Regions from separate parts of the Mus musculus genome. Here all the other regions are linked to region 1. A link is a contact called in public Hi-C, HiChIP or PLAC-seq and promoter capture Hi-C data. All regions are on one chromosome and are shown on one strand. The core of a region is the stretch at or near the end of the contact, and the rest is flanking DNA. Distances in the headings are between cores, read along the strand shown. Region 1 overlaps Sema4d (sema domain, immunoglobulin domain (Ig), transmembrane domain (TM) and short cytoplasmic domain, (semaphorin) 4D). Region 2 holds the start of Syk (spleen tyrosine kinase). Region 3 overlaps Syk (spleen tyrosine kinase). Region 4 holds the start of Diras2 (DIRAS family, GTP-binding RAS-like 2). Region 5 has its middle 3.1 kb from the start of Gm2848.

What was found. Promoter capture Hi-C pulls out the DNA fragments that hold promoters and counts their contacts. Hi-C and Micro-C count contacts between places; a contact is called where the count stands out from the background. HiChIP or PLAC-seq counts read pairs in DNA pulled down with a chosen protein or histone mark.
Region 2: a contact with region 1 is called in a Hi-C map of bone marrow-derived macrophages, with 12 read pairs. The contact joins the promoter of Syk here to the enhancer-like site in region 1. A contact is called at or near these places in 13 of 39 promoter capture datasets (the 3T3-L1 cell line, 3T3-L1-derived adipocytes, the C10 cell line and 7 more), 2 of 484 Hi-C or Micro-C datasets (B cells and bone marrow-derived macrophages), 8 of 115 datasets of contacts at active chromatin or transcription factors (bone marrow-derived dendritic cells, bone marrow-derived macrophages, embryonic stem cells and 4 more) and 5 of 9 other capture datasets (adipose tissue, bone marrow-derived macrophages, embryonic stem cells and 2 more).
Region 3: a contact with region 1 is called in an H3K4me3 HiChIP or PLAC-seq map of bone marrow-derived macrophages, with 4 times the contacts expected there. The contact joins two enhancer-like sites. A contact is called at or near these places in 3 of 115 datasets of contacts at active chromatin or transcription factors (bone marrow-derived macrophages and large pre-B cells) and 2 of 9 other capture datasets (bone marrow-derived macrophages and embryonic stem cells).
Region 4: a contact with region 1 is called in a promoter capture Hi-C map of pre-B cells, with 3 times the contacts expected there. The contact joins the promoter of Diras2 here to the enhancer-like site in region 1. A contact is called at or near these places in 4 of 39 promoter capture datasets (embryonic stem cells, liver and pre-B cells), 1 of 15 datasets of contacts at CTCF or cohesin (large pre-B cells), 1 of 115 datasets of contacts at active chromatin or transcription factors (pro-B cells) and 1 of 9 other capture datasets (liver).
Region 5: an H3K27ac HiChIP or PLAC-seq map of bone marrow-derived dendritic cells shows a contact between it and region 1, with 5 times the contacts expected there. The contact joins two enhancer-like sites. A contact is called at or near these places in 13 of 39 promoter capture datasets (the 3T3-L1 cell line, 3T3-L1-derived adipocytes, the C10 cell line and 7 more), 2 of 484 Hi-C or Micro-C datasets (B cells and bone marrow-derived macrophages), 9 of 115 datasets of contacts at active chromatin or transcription factors (astrocytes, bone marrow-derived dendritic cells, bone marrow-derived macrophages and 4 more) and 4 of 9 other capture datasets (adipose tissue, bone marrow-derived macrophages, embryonic stem cells and 1 more).

What each region holds. Positions count from the first base shown.
Region 1 is chr13:51,733,413-51,736,112 of GRCm38.p6, reverse strand. All of the region lies in intron 2 of Sema4d (sema domain, immunoglobulin domain (Ig), transmembrane domain (TM) and short cytoplasmic domain, (semaphorin) 4D), which reads left to right. Among named protein-coding and RNA genes, the nearest start is that of Sema4d, 59 kb to the left of the region's middle. Within about 2 kb of position 1,377, at least 79 of the 459 cell types and tissues checked have an H3K27ac peak or open chromatin away from gene starts, as enhancers often do. A contact at or near this core is called in B cells, the HPC-7 cell line, adipose tissue and 7 more, where this site is marked.
Region 2 is chr13:52,595,459-52,598,158 of GRCm38.p6, reverse strand. Syk (spleen tyrosine kinase) reads right to left here and starts at 1,277. Exons shown (of 14, transcript NM_011518.2): 1 at 1,105-1,277.
Region 3 is chr13:52,618,401-52,621,100 of GRCm38.p6, reverse strand. Syk (spleen tyrosine kinase) reads right to left here. Exons shown (of 14, transcript NM_011518.2): 4 at 162-300. Among named protein-coding and RNA genes, the nearest start is that of Syk, 23 kb to the right of the region's middle. Within about 2 kb of position 1,385, at least 28 of the 459 cell types and tissues checked have an H3K27ac peak or open chromatin away from gene starts, as enhancers often do. A contact at or near this core is called in bone marrow-derived macrophages, where this site is marked.
Region 4 is chr13:52,529,518-52,532,217 of GRCm38.p6, reverse strand. It overlaps Diras2 (DIRAS family, GTP-binding RAS-like 2), which reads left to right and starts at 1,382. Exons shown (of 2, transcript NM_001024474.2): 1 at 1,382-1,798.
Region 5 is chr13:52,574,944-52,577,643 of GRCm38.p6, reverse strand. No RefSeq gene overlaps it. Among named protein-coding and RNA genes, the nearest start is that of Gm2848, 3.1 kb to the right of the region's middle. Within about 2 kb of position 1,408, at least 34 of the 459 cell types and tissues checked have an H3K27ac peak or open chromatin away from gene starts, as enhancers often do. A contact at or near this core is called in the HPC-7 cell line, adipose tissue and bone marrow-derived dendritic cells, where this site is marked.

The DNA.
Region 1 (2,700 bases), core at 128-2,627:
GAGGCCTCTGTCCCAGATGCTGATGGGTACATACAGATGCCTGGCCCTACTCCACAGTGGGTACTTGTTTCTGTTTAGCTTTAAAACGACTGCAATCTGGACTGTGGTGGCGCACACCTTTAATCCCAGCACTTGGGAGGCAGGGGCAGGCAGATTTCAGAGTTCGAGGCCAGCCTGGTCTACAGAGTGAGTTCCAGGACAGCCAGGGCTATACAGAGAAACCCTGTCTCAAAAAACAAACAAAAATTGATCGCAAGAGATAAGAGAGGGGCTGAGGTAGACCTTAGAGGAGGACTGCTGATCCGGTGTGAACCAGCCTCCACGTTCTGTCTCAGAACTAACTACCTAAAATCAACCAAGACTCGGGATGAGCACCCATTTAATTCTTATGACTATGTTGTCTGTGGGTTTCCCTTGGTTTCCTTGGGAAGATGAAGGGGGCACAGATCTGAAATTAGGACTGATGAACTGGCTTGGCCAGCAAAAGGAGCTTGCTGCCCATCTCAATGACCTGAATTGGATCCCCGGGTCCCACAAGGTAGGAGAGAACCTGCTCCTACAAGTTGCCCTTGGACTTCCACATGTGCTGTAATGTGAATGTGCCCACACATGGACATATGCAATAAATAAAGTCTTATTTACTTTTTTAAACATCTGAAAAGAATAATACGACTTGGTTAGACTGGTTTCGTTTTTGTGGCTGGTTCTCATGTAGTCCAGGCTGGTCTTGAATCCACTCTGCAGCCACAGATGATCTTGAATTCTGGATGGAGGGCTGGGATTACAGGCTCACACCACCGTGCCCAGTTTATGCGGTGCTGAGGATAGGTCCCAGGGCCTTTTGCATGCCAGGCAAGCTTTCTAACTGAGCCTAGTGATAAGTTTTCTAATGTATGGACTCTGCTCTCTGCGATGGGGCAGTATGCTTAGACATGGCTGTGGTGGCTGAGTGTGGCGACACACACCTGAAATCTCCAGCACTGGGAAGACTGAGGCAGGAGGATATCGAGTTTGAAGCTCGTACGGACTACTTAGCCTGACCAAAATTGCTTTTATTTGTCTGTCTGTTTGTTTGTTTATATTTTAATGTGAATTGGTGTTTTGCCTGTATATATGTCTATGTGAGGTTGTCAGATCTTGAGCTATAGACAGTGGTGAGCCACCCTGTGGGTACTAGGAATTGAACTCAGGTCTTCTGGAAAAACAGCCAGTAGTAGTAGCCAGTGCTCTAAACCTCTCCAAGCCACCTCTCTGGCCTGATTTTTTTTTTTTTTTAAAGGAGAAGGAAAGAAAAGAGAAGTGGTTATTTGTGGTGTCTGTGGTGAGGTGAGCAAGCAAGCGCACCAGCTGACCCAGGCTTCCCCTTTGCTGGCTGCCCAGCACCTCACTTCTGGTGCAGTGAACAAGCCCCGCAGGAACTGGATAGAGAGGTCATCTGCTTGGGGCCCTAAGGAGTTTGTATTTAGTGCCTGTCTGAAACCCAAGCGCCCCGTGAGGGTGGAGGACCCAGGGGCTTGACTCTTAGTCTCTCATTACTTTCAGAGATGTCTTCCTGAAGCTTCCATTCTAAAGGTGCCAGGAACAACCCCAGAGACTCACGGCACAGGTAAATCATTCCGTGTATGATTTCTATGTCCAGGTCGGTAAGCGATACCTTGTAGAAGCCTCCATTGGGTCTGGTGGACTGTCAGGTATCTTGTTCCTATATCTTCATTGGAGCCAAGACTGCTGTCCCTCAGGGCGGCACCAGGCTTTGATGCTAGACAGTGAGGTTCCTAGATGGTCTTCCCTTCCCTGTCTCCATGTCCTCCTCCAACTCCCATCCCTCCCAAGTGATGGCTGCTAATGGTATGATGGTTCTGTGTGCACCTCACGTGTGCTTGCTCTACTCTTTAGGGGTATAGCATAGCATGTGTCCATCATGTCCCTGTGTGTATGTGTGTGTGTGTGTGTACCTGTGTGTTCATGGCTCTACATCTGTGTGATAAGTTGTCTATATGCCTGTGTGTCCTACATCACCGTGCTTAACTGTGTGTGATTGTGTGTCCTGTGCCACTTGTGTCCCTGTGGGTGTGTATCTGTATGATGACCAGCACTTCCTCTCATGAACTTGGTGTGGACCATGCCAGCCGTACTACACCTTCCTGCAGTGAGGCATAGCACTTGAGAGATGGCTCTCTACACGGGATTTGGGATGCATTTTAGTTGGACAAAGCTAAGAGAAGGAACCAGAATAAGTATAAAACTCCTCTTCCCTCTGCTTCTTCTCACAGCCTGCCAAGGCTGTGGTAAAGGAGTAGGGCCCTATTGGGAATGTGCGAGCCAGTTATACACATTCAGTTTCCATGGCTATCTGGGTGTAATTTGGGCAGGGGCCTTGTATGTGTGAGTCCAGTCATGTGCATGCAATGGCTTACCTGTGGAGATTAGAGCATAACTTTCAGAGTTGGTTCTCTCTCTCCATCATGGGTACCAAGGATTGTGACCCAAGTCCTTAAGCTTGCAGAGTGGCCTGCGTCATCTCAGTAGCCAAGGCCTCATTATTCCTGAAGAAGTCTGCAGTTGGCGCTGAGGTTCTGAGTATCAGCTTGTTTCTTCTCCTTCTCCTTCTCCTTCTCCTTCTCCTTCTCCTTCTCCTTCTCCTTCTCCTTCTCCTTCTCCTTCTCCTCCTCCTCCTCCTCCTCCTCCTCTTCCTCCTCC
Region 2 (2,700 bases), core at 28-2,527, 860 kb before region 1:
TATAAGTACAACATACACCACAATACATACACATAAAGGTATATACACATACATATGTATACCACACACACATATACATAAAGATATATATATATATATATATATATATACCACACACACACACCATACACACATACACATAAAGGTATATACATATATGCATACAACACACACACACCACACACATACGCATCAAGATATATATATATACACATATATACACACCATACATACATACATACATACATACATACATACATACAGGTGTATATACACACAACACACACATACACCATACATATATACATATACATCTCTCTCTCCACCACACAGACACCATATGTACAGCTATGTACATATACACAAATACACTCACACATAAAATACCAACAACCGACCAAGTTGCAGACATTTCCTGATAAGACTGTCTCCTGATTTTTCCTGCCATCATCTTGGGACAAAGTACTCAGGATAGGTGGAGAGCCAAGTGACAGTATTCTTCTGGTTCCCACCCCAAGTCCCATCCCAGGGAATCCCAGCTGGGTGGCTGGGGTTGAGGCCACAGTGAACGCTGTGCCCAACAAACTCCATTTCAGTAGGCCGTGGGGGCCTGGCTGAAGCTGCTGCTGTCTAGGCTCTATTTTTACTTCCCCATCTGCCCACCTCACAAGGACAATATGTACAGGGTCCTCAAGGCCTCTAGAGAAACCAAATGACCCACATTCGACACAAAGGACCTGTCACACCTGCTCAAGGAAATCTTGGTTTCTCTGAAATTCCTGACTATGAAATATTCCAGGAAATTACAGTGGAGTTACTCCCGAGACTTCACAGCTGTATCTAAAGACACGAATTAACCCCAGTGCTTAAAGAAAGTACCGGCTATGTGCTCAGGGAAGAAAGATGTCTCTGCCATGTGAGAACTGCAGTAATTATCAACTCCATAGCTCAAGATGAACGAATGTCAGCCAGGGCATGATGTAGCCCAGGGGACGGTATCGGCCAGGAAAGCACATACTCGGATACTGGCGTGCTCTCTAATGCCCACCCATGGTGCAGAGAGCCATGAGGTCGCCATTATTGATTGCTACAGATCTGACTTACCTTCCTGTCCTGGAGTCACAGAAGGCCTGGGCTCCCGGGCACCAGGCAGCATGGAACGTTGAAAGGACCAGACTGGCAGTCTTGAAAATGGGAATGGCTGCAATGGAGAGAAGGCAGAGGAGAGCAAGTGGAGGTTTCCTGCTGTTAAGTGGTGTCTGTAACTAGGGAAGTGGCTTTTCCTCAAAGTGTCAGCAAGCAAGACAAGCCAGAAAGCAGAAGTAAGAGGGTGTGTGTGTGTTGGGGGGGGGTGGTGCTTGATAATTTCATAGTCAAAATGAAGTTACAGTCAGAAGGCAGGGATCCCAAACAAACACCTGCCAGTGGAGGAGGATCTTGGCGATTCTTGACCAGGATTGTCACGCTGATTCTTAGACCTAAGCTACACAACCTGGCTAAAACTGTGTGCCAAGCTTAGGGTATGTCAATTTTTCTTCTCATTATATTACTGTATATCATGTTTGACGATTTACTAATTCTGTTGATCATTTTAAAGGCTCCAAGTAGGTTTTCTTCATTTTTGTTTAGTTTCCTATTTTTGGCTTCAGAGTTTACCATGTTACCTCCTTTGACCATCGTGGCCTAGGCTTAATGTACTGTAATTCTTGATAATTCTTATAAAACTTAATTTCCTATAGTGAGAGCACATCCTTGCCTAAAACTATAGGTGACTGAGTTGACACAGCTCTCTTTATCTTCTACATCATCGGGGTTTGGGTATGCCGCTCCAGGGTTCATGTGCTGGGAGCTTGGCTAAGGTGTGGCACATTCGAGTGTCATAACCTTTGAGAGGTGGGTTCTGAGGTACAAGGGAGCGAGTTCACTGAGGCACCAGCCTTGGAAAAGACTAATGGCTATCTCAGAGGACTAAGTTAAGTCTCAGTGAACTGAGTTAGTTACTTTGACAGTGAATTGTTATCAAGCAAGGTCATCCCACCAATTTGGTCCCATCCACAACCATGATTCATCACAGCCTTCCACCATGTGGTGCCATCTGCCAGGATGTCATGCCATGTAAGGGGCTCACCTGACGTGGCAGCCTGAACTTGGGCTTTTAAGCCCTAAACTGCGAGCCAAACTAAACTCCCTTTCTTTATAAAGCACTCAGTCTCAAGGATTTTGTTATAGCAGTGGGCCTAGTGTTCGGGATTTCTTTCTAAGCACTACTTTTAGCATCATTTGAAAAATGTTGGTATAGCATATTTTATTTTTTAAAAAATATCATTATTTTATGTATATGAGCATTTTGCCTACATATGTGTATGTGTATCATGCATGTGCTTAGTACCTATGGTTGTCAGAAGAGGACAGCCGATACCTTGAGAATGGAGTTACAGACAGTGTGAGCTGTCAGTGGGGTGCTGGGAATTGAACACGGGTCCTCTGCAAGAACAACAAGTGCACCCGGTTGTTGAGCTAATCCTCCAGGGCCTTGAATTCTCATCTGTATGCTAGGTAAAATATTTTAAGAGTTCTTTTGAGACTTTTATCAACTCACAGGTTATATAAAAGCCCATTATTCGCTTTCCAGATACTTTTTTTTGTTATGGATATATGGTTTGATTTTGTTGTGTTCTAAAAAACAATTTACGTGGCTTT
Region 3 (2,700 bases), core at 136-2,635, 880 kb before region 1:
ACAGAGAGAGACAGAGACAGACAGGGAGAGACAGAGAAGAGAGTCCAGAGAAAGAAAGAGTCTAGAGAGACAGAGAGAGAGGCAGACAGACAAAGAGAGAGAGATACAGAGACACACAGAAGTGAGTCCAGAGAGAGAGAGACAGAGAGACAGAGACATACCTGCCAGAGGGTGTCAAACTTCTTCCCCTCAGGAATGGAGAGCTTCCCGGTCTTGTCCCTGTCAATGCGGTAGTGCAATACTTTCCCTTCGTGCAGCAGGCACAGAGCATAGGAGCCGCTGTTGTCTCTGGCCCTGATCCTGCGAGAGAGAGCACACACCATATTACCCCTACTGCGACCTTTTGACCTAGGAAGCAGTACCGTCACTACAGTTGGTGGCCCTGGTGGGCAGCAGGTGCTCTCCAGCACCAGCAAATGGGCAGGTGGTGGGCACGCAGCACCCAGACCTCGAGATGACAGGAGGGCTCTGTACCAGAGCCAGCGAGTTAGCCAGAGGGAAACGCCAAGGGTTGGAGATGGACTATGGCAAAGATCCAGCAGGGCCATGGCGCTTTGGAGATCAGTGAAAGAGCTTGGGGGGGTGTGGCTCAGGGCCACAGGCACAGGCTTTGGGGTGTCTGTGAAGCCCCTAGACTCAGGTGAAGGACAGGTGAGGAGTCTAATGAGCTTGTTAACAGAACTTTCTGGAGCACACAAAGGAGGTTATGAACTCTTCTACTCCTATGGTCTTCTTCCCTTTCTCTTCAGTGCCAAGGCCGGGTTTAAGACATTGTTTGACATTAGCAGGTAGCATCCCCCACCTGAGACGGGAATGATAGCCACGTGGCATGAGCCAACAGAGACAGCCCAAGGCCTGAGGCGTCTGTAGGTGAATGAGACTTCATTGTTCCACTGGTACCAGGAGCTACATGTAGGACTTCAGGCCCCCATGGCGAGTGACAACATACAGGTGCACCCTTGAACCTCGAGACACAGGCACAAGGCAGTCCTGACATCATAGGAGGAATCAGTACTTAGGAAGGCCCCGGAGAAGGTGAGATCTGGCTGGCATGGCAATAGGAGGTGTGACTCTCCCAGTTCAGAGCCTCATTCCTCTGAGGCCATGCTATTCGCCGCCTTTCCAGCAACTCATGCGTTCTAATCATGAGATCTGGGGAAGGGCGAGTCCGTGGGACATCTGCGGTCTGGGAGTCCCTGAGGCCTCTGTGGCCTCTGCATTTGCTAAAGGAAGGAAGATGAATTTTCAGAGCATCCAGCATAAATGCACTGGACTTGGGAAGAGCTCAATCAAGTCCCAGCAGCCTGGAGAAGGGTGTCTGTAAACTGGGGTGGTTTGTACAGCTTTCTCCAAGCACACAACATCAAGGCCACAGCCACAGTCCAGGCTGAGCTGGGCCTTGGGACCGGAAGTGACCTCACTTCCCTTTCTCCTGCCATACCCATCTCCTCAAAGTAGGAGGAGGTTGCAACTTTACGAATGATTTCTTTTGAAATGGCGCTTGCCTGGCAGAGTGGCCAGGGCTCCCTCCAGGCCCCTGCTTGAAGCTCAGAGAAGCTGGTGAAGGGTGAAAGACCCTTCTCCGCCATCGTAGATTTGTGTTTTGAAATTTCACCACTGTGGAAACACCTCCTCCCTCCTACAGTCAGTCACGAGCACCCTGAGGTGCCAACTCCTTTGGGATGACTATGTGGCTGATAAAAGCCTGGTTGGTCATTGGGTAACGCCCAGTCACACAATAAAACACCATATATGAATAAAGGGTTGAGCCTGTTTTCTAGGGAAACCATTCACAATGTGTGCTGGCTTGCAGAAAGGACAATGTGTGAAAACACACACACACACACACACACACACACGTGTAAGGGGCTGGGATATGGTTCAGTGGGTGAGAACACTTGCGGTAAATCAGGCTGGACATCTTCACATGTGCCTGTAAGCCCAGCGACGGAGGTTGGAGAGAGACAAATGCTATGAGCTCCCAGGCTGACCAGCCCAGCTGAGGCAGTGAGCCTCTGCTCAGAGAGAGACCCTGTTTCAGAAGAATAAGTGGGAAGTGATAGAGGAAGATTCTGGAAATCTTCCTTGGGCATCTGCATTTGCATGCATGGGCATGCACATCAACACACATAAGTAGGCATAGAATACAGAGAGAGAGAGAGAGAGAGAGAGAGAGAGAGAGAGAGAGAGAGAGAGAGAGAGAGAGAAAGAAAGGAGGGGGAAGAAGGGGAAGTGGGAAGGTAAGGGGAGAGAGAGAGGAGGAGGAGAGGGAGGGTAAGGGGGAGGGTAAGAGGAGCGGTAAGGAGAGGGAAGTTCGGTAAGTAGTAGGAGGAAATGTGTATGTGTATGTACGTGCATGCTCGGCAGACAGACCTTGAACTTGCCCCTCATAGATGTGAGAGAGGAGGGTGTGACTTTTGCTGGAAGGGCTTAACCCTCTTCTCTACCTTTGTGTGCCCTCCAGGGTAAAAGAATGTGTGGGTGGTGGTGAGACCAGGCAGTGAGTGGAGGGCCTGGGAGATAATGAGATACTGAAGGCTTCGGTGTGTAAAACTCTAGGGATGCGGTCTGCATCTGATACAGAGAGAGCAGGACAGCAGGTTCACTCCAGCCTGAGTACCACTCAGTCTCTGTGGCTATCGTCCAGGGGCATCTGTGATGGGGTCAGAGTTGAAAGGGGAGGGAAAATGTCTGAATGGG
Region 4 (2,700 bases), core at 133-2,632, 800 kb before region 1:
CCACAGTCATACACAGACCTTCATAATGGAGAGACTGTGGACATGTGGACTTCCTGCTCACAGGCATATTCAAAGTAGGGCTACATTTGTGAAGGCCACTCTCAAATGGCCTTGTTAAAAATGGTCTACTCCCTTCTTATTTTAGTAGCCATAGCACTAAGGCCAGAGTCAAGCTGAACTAAGGAACAAAGATGTTATCTTAACTGTAAATAGTGAAAGCATATCTTAGGTAAGATTTCAAAACAAACAAACAAACAAACAAACATGTTTCCTGTGAATAGCAGGGCAGAGATTTGCTTTGCAAACCAACTTCAAAGGATTATATCCTCTGAAATTACAGGACTCCAGAACTTACCCAAACAGAAAAGTGACTATATTATAGCTTACAGAATCTGTAAGCTAAGCCTAATTTAGAAGATACAGGCCCCATTTTGTAATTCTTTTACCACATCACCAAAGGACAAAGATAAGGATAAAAAAAGAAAAAAAGAGTTTCCTCCAGCCATAGAGTGCAAGTATGATATAGGTAGATGTTCCTGTCCAGCGCTTACAAAATGTCAGTACAGCATATTCTCTCTCTCTCTCTCTCTCTCTCTCTCTCTCTCTCTCTCTCTCTCTCTCTCTCTCTCTCTCTCTCTCTCTCTCTGTTAATTCTTTGAAATGGTCATGAAAAGCTGCTGAGCAGCGTGGTCCCCCAAGCTTACCCAAAGAGGTGATGTCAGAGCCCTGTCCTGTTAAAACGCTTGAATTCTTGTAGTATGGTTGCCTTTCAGGCAGGGAATTTCTTGGCACCTCTAAGTGACAGGCTGTCTTGTGATTTAGCACATGTGACTACTATTGTCGACTTGACAGAATCTAGAGTCACCTGGAGACGGGCCTCAGGCTTGTGGGAGGAGAGATTATCTTGATTACTTAAGTGTTGTGCAAAGGCCGGTCTTGACTGTGGGCTAGACCATTCCTGGGTACAGGATCCTGGACTATACAAATTGATCTCGGTAGCAGCGTGCTTCCACAGTCGTCTAAGTTCTGATTACCGATGCGATGTGATCAGCCATTTCAAGATTTTTTTTTTCCTGCTTTGCTTTTTTACTCTGAACTATGAGCCAGAGCAAACCCAGTTTTCCTTAGCTTGTTTTTGTCACAGCTACAGGAACAGAAACCTTGCCCAGTGACCAAGTCTTATTGCGTGGTAAGCAGTGATTAAGTACACTAGGGTAGGAGCATAGTTTTAAACACAGGAATCCACTGTCCTTTCAACGGAATGATTTTTGATTCATTTAATTTTCAGAAAATTCTAGTCTCTTGTCATCTATTCCAGAAGCTTTCGGTAGAGGGCAGCTGAAGGCTCCCGGTGAAAAGCAGGCCACCGCAACGAGCAACCACTGTGCTTGCAGGAGCTTGAGGAGGGTGGAGCCGGAGGCCGGGAGGCTAGAGCCAGAGAGCACCGCGTGGGAGGACTGCACAGGGCCAGGCGCGCGTGCGGGCGGTGCAGGGAGCGGTGCTGGAGGTTGTAAGGCTGTGCAGAGAGCTCGGGCGGGTGCATAAGGCAGAGAGGGGCAGACAGAGAGGGGCAGCACAGGGGGCAGGACGTTGCATTGGGCGTTGCACTGGAGGTGCAGGGCTCTGGACATTGCACTGGGGGTGCGGTGCACAGGGCGGTGCGGGGCGCAGGGCAGCTGACAGCGTCATCAGGCGGGAGCAGCGCGCACTCCGCCTCAGCAGCCACCGCATCGCGCTGCGCGCAGCGGGTCCCGGAGCTGCGCCTGGAGACCTGCGGCTCTGAGCCGGCTCTCCCCAGGTAAGCAAGCCACCACGGCTCTCGGCTGGAGCTGGATACAGCTCGCGGGTGCCCGGCGCTTTTGGCCAGTCCTGGGAGCCAGAGGAGCAGGATTACTCTCTGGGGCTGAAGATCAGTATGTATCCCAGGACTTGGAGAGGGGGACCAGCCAGCCTCATCCTGCATCCTTCCAGGAGGGGAGGGCGAGGACGAAGCCATAGCTCAGTTGGGAGAACGTTAGACTGAACACCTAACATTGCTTTGAAGGGGCAAAACCTCAGGGTCTTACCCAAGATTAGGGATCCCGTCCTAACAGGAGTTGCGGTTGGGGAAATTCTTTGACTGCAGGTATTCTAATGAATGCGGAAGATTCCATCGATTTAGGAAAAGTCTCCTAAAGAGGTACAGCTAGAGAAAGAAACATTCAGAGCCAAGAAGAAATGGCTAGGGGATTCCTGATGTTTGGATCCCAACCTCTAGACTTAACGCTCTGGAAAGGGACCCGCCCCAATGTCTCATTTCCTATTTTAAAGACCAGGCTTGGGATATCCACGGGACTCCCCTTCTTCTCCCGGTGGGAGCTCAGGCAAGTCTCAGCATCTAGTCCAGGCAGAAGAACGTGGGTCTCCATCAGAGGACAATGACAGCTGGCTGCCCAAGGGTTGGACTTCCCCACCCTGCTTTGCGATTCCATGTCCCAGTTCATATTCTTTGGGGTTGGGGGATCTTTGGAACTGGACACCACACATCTCGGTTGTTCCATGCCTTCAAAGGTGGAACACAGTATAACTTGGGTGGAGGAATCCGTGCCCAGCCAGCCTTGTTTAGGAATTCATTTCACATTTTGGTTCTTGTTAGCTTTTAATCGGGCCCCCGTGCATACTAGTTTATACTAGCAGAAGTTTTGTGATTTGCTTAAAAGA
Region 5 (2,700 bases), core at 159-2,658, 840 kb before region 1:
CCCAATGTTTCTGAGAGGAGTCAGCAAGGAATAAATAGGCAGTTGGGGAAGAGGCTGGAGGGAAAGAGATAACATTCCTACATAGCAGCTTGACTAGGAAGAGAGCTGACAACACCGCAGCCTCCCTCTGCAGCTTGGGTGCCTCCTTACTCACTGTGGTTATCTTCCTGGGCCAAGGACTGTCCAAAGGAAGGGATGACTGAATGGGAGAGAAGCAGGGGGAAGCGGGAAAGAAAGAGGGGTCACAAGAGACTGAAGTAGAGAGCCCTGTAAAAGATCAGCCCAGACCACAGGTCACTGCTCTGCCAGTTCTGGGGATCATACTTGCTGGAAGGGTGCTCCCGGCTTCAGCAAATGCCTGCTTGTCACCCCTTCTGGGTCCTTACTTCCTTTGTCTCTGTGTGCTCAATTTTTTTCCTTTGTCCAAAAAAAGAACACCCTCTCCTGGGCAGCCAGCCCTCTCCCTCTCCCTCTTACTGTATTCCCATTTCTAATTCCTTTATTTGTTCCGACCAGTGGCCCACCTATGAAACCGGACAGTCGTCTCAAGTTTCAGGGTGGTCTGTGTCACCATCTGCGGGGAATGGCACGACCACACAGGCTCGCGCTCTGCTTCCTGCCTCCTGCCTCTTGCCCAGGACTGGTTGAATTCCTTGTTCTGACTTGGAAGCATTACGTGTTGCTTTGAAGAAATCCGGGAATAACCGGTCTCCTTCTCTGTCTAACTTCTTACAAGTTGCTATTTTGTTCTCTTTTCTGTCCATGTAACCAAATGCCTAAGGCTGGAAAGACTGTGGAAGGCTTATTTAGTTGTTGGTTTTGAGACAACCTGACCTCAAATTCCTTGTCTCCCTGCCTCAGTCCTCCTGCTGAGACTGTTGGGGTGCACTACTACGCCCCACGAAAACTGTATCTTTTCATATTTTTGGAGACTGAAAGTCCCACTGGTCCAGCCTCGGACAAAGACCCTGTGGCAGTGTATTCCCAAAAGAGGCAGAGAGACAGGATCCCAGAGAGATGTGTGAAGCCAGGTTTGTCCTTTCTACAATACTTTGCTCAAAAGAACTAACACAGTCCTAGGAGATCTGCATTAATCCCTTCTGATGGTGGCTTCCTAATGACCTGCCTACTCCCCACTAAGATCCACACCTACAAAGCTGCATCAAGTCAACGCTACACTGAGTGAGGACTGAGCTCCCAGCACACGAGCCTCAGGACAAGTGACACCGGAGCCTCAGCACATGTGACAGCTGACACAGCTTTCTCTACACACATCCGAACAGCTACTGTTTTGCTCTCCTGTAGTTAGAAACGATAAGGGCAGGGATAAGCTGCAGACTCTTAGCTGTTCTCTCAGGGGTTGAGTGAGATGAACAGGCTGGGATTTCCAGACAAGGGTCGGGGGAGCATCTGTCCTGATCATGACCCTCTCACACTTCTGCTTTCCATGGGAGCTGCTGACGCCTAGCTACACCTCATGCAATGCTTCTCTTTGTATTGCTTTCTCTGTTCTCCCTATGATTAAAATGGGAGGGTGTTTCTCATGATGCTTTGGGACAATCTTACTGCCCTTATCCCAGAATTTAGTGTCATGTGTTTTTAGTATAGGATCTACCCTGCACCTCCTACTCTCTTTCTCTCTCTCCATGTGTGCATGCGTGTACGTGTGTATGTGCACACATGTATGTACACACATGTGTGCAGGTGCATGCATGCCATGGTGTGAGTGTGGAAATCATGGGTAACTTTGGGGACTTGGCTCTCACCTTCATCTTTGTTTTTAGGCAGAGTCTTTCATGTATCTGCTACTGGGTGGTGCAGTCCACGCTAGCTGGCAGGTGAGCTTTGGGGGAGCTCTCTGCACAGCTTTGCAGGCTGCTGGACAGTCTGACGTCTCCTCTGCAGTTCCAATGCTTGCTCGGAATTTCCTCCTTCAGCAACTATTCCTTCCTTTTTTGTGCTATCTAGGGAGGAGCGTGAGACTCTTCCAGGTTTCGGTTCTCCCCACATGTGACCTTTCATCTACTCCCTGGGGATTATGAGCCCCTCCTCCCCTTCTCCCTTGCCCTAGCACACCATTGCTCTTATTTCTCCTTCACCTTTGCCTCTGCATCACCTTTCTCTATCTGGGCATCGCCCCCATTGTATACCAGAGAAAAATCAGGAACAGGGATATGACTCACAAACAAATGGCTTGCTAGAAAAAGAAAATCTTTGCCGGGGCCTTGGAGAGGCAGCTTGGAGGTTAAGAGCACTGGCTACTCTCCAGAGGACCTGGATTCAGTTCCCAGAACCCACCTGGAGCTCACAACTTTCAGTCACTCCAGTTTCAAGGGTTCGGATGCCCTCTTCTGCTCTCTATAGGCACTGCATACACGTGATGCACAGACATACAGGCTAAGCACCTATACACATAAAATGAGGGGAAAAATGGTTTTGAGCAGGGAGGGCATTTGTACAGGGAGAGAAACAAGATGATATTGAGTGATTGTGATCGTTCTTATAGTTTTATAGGAAGCTGTGTTACGTTTTTGCAATGCACACTAAAAGATTATGTTCCTATGAACTCCTGCTTAGATATTGCTTTAAAATATTGACTGTGTGCATGCACTTGTGTGTGTGTATATGAATTTATGCAGAGGCCAACACTGGGTGCCTTCCTTGATGGTTCTTCACCCTATTTTTGGTTCTGTTACTGTG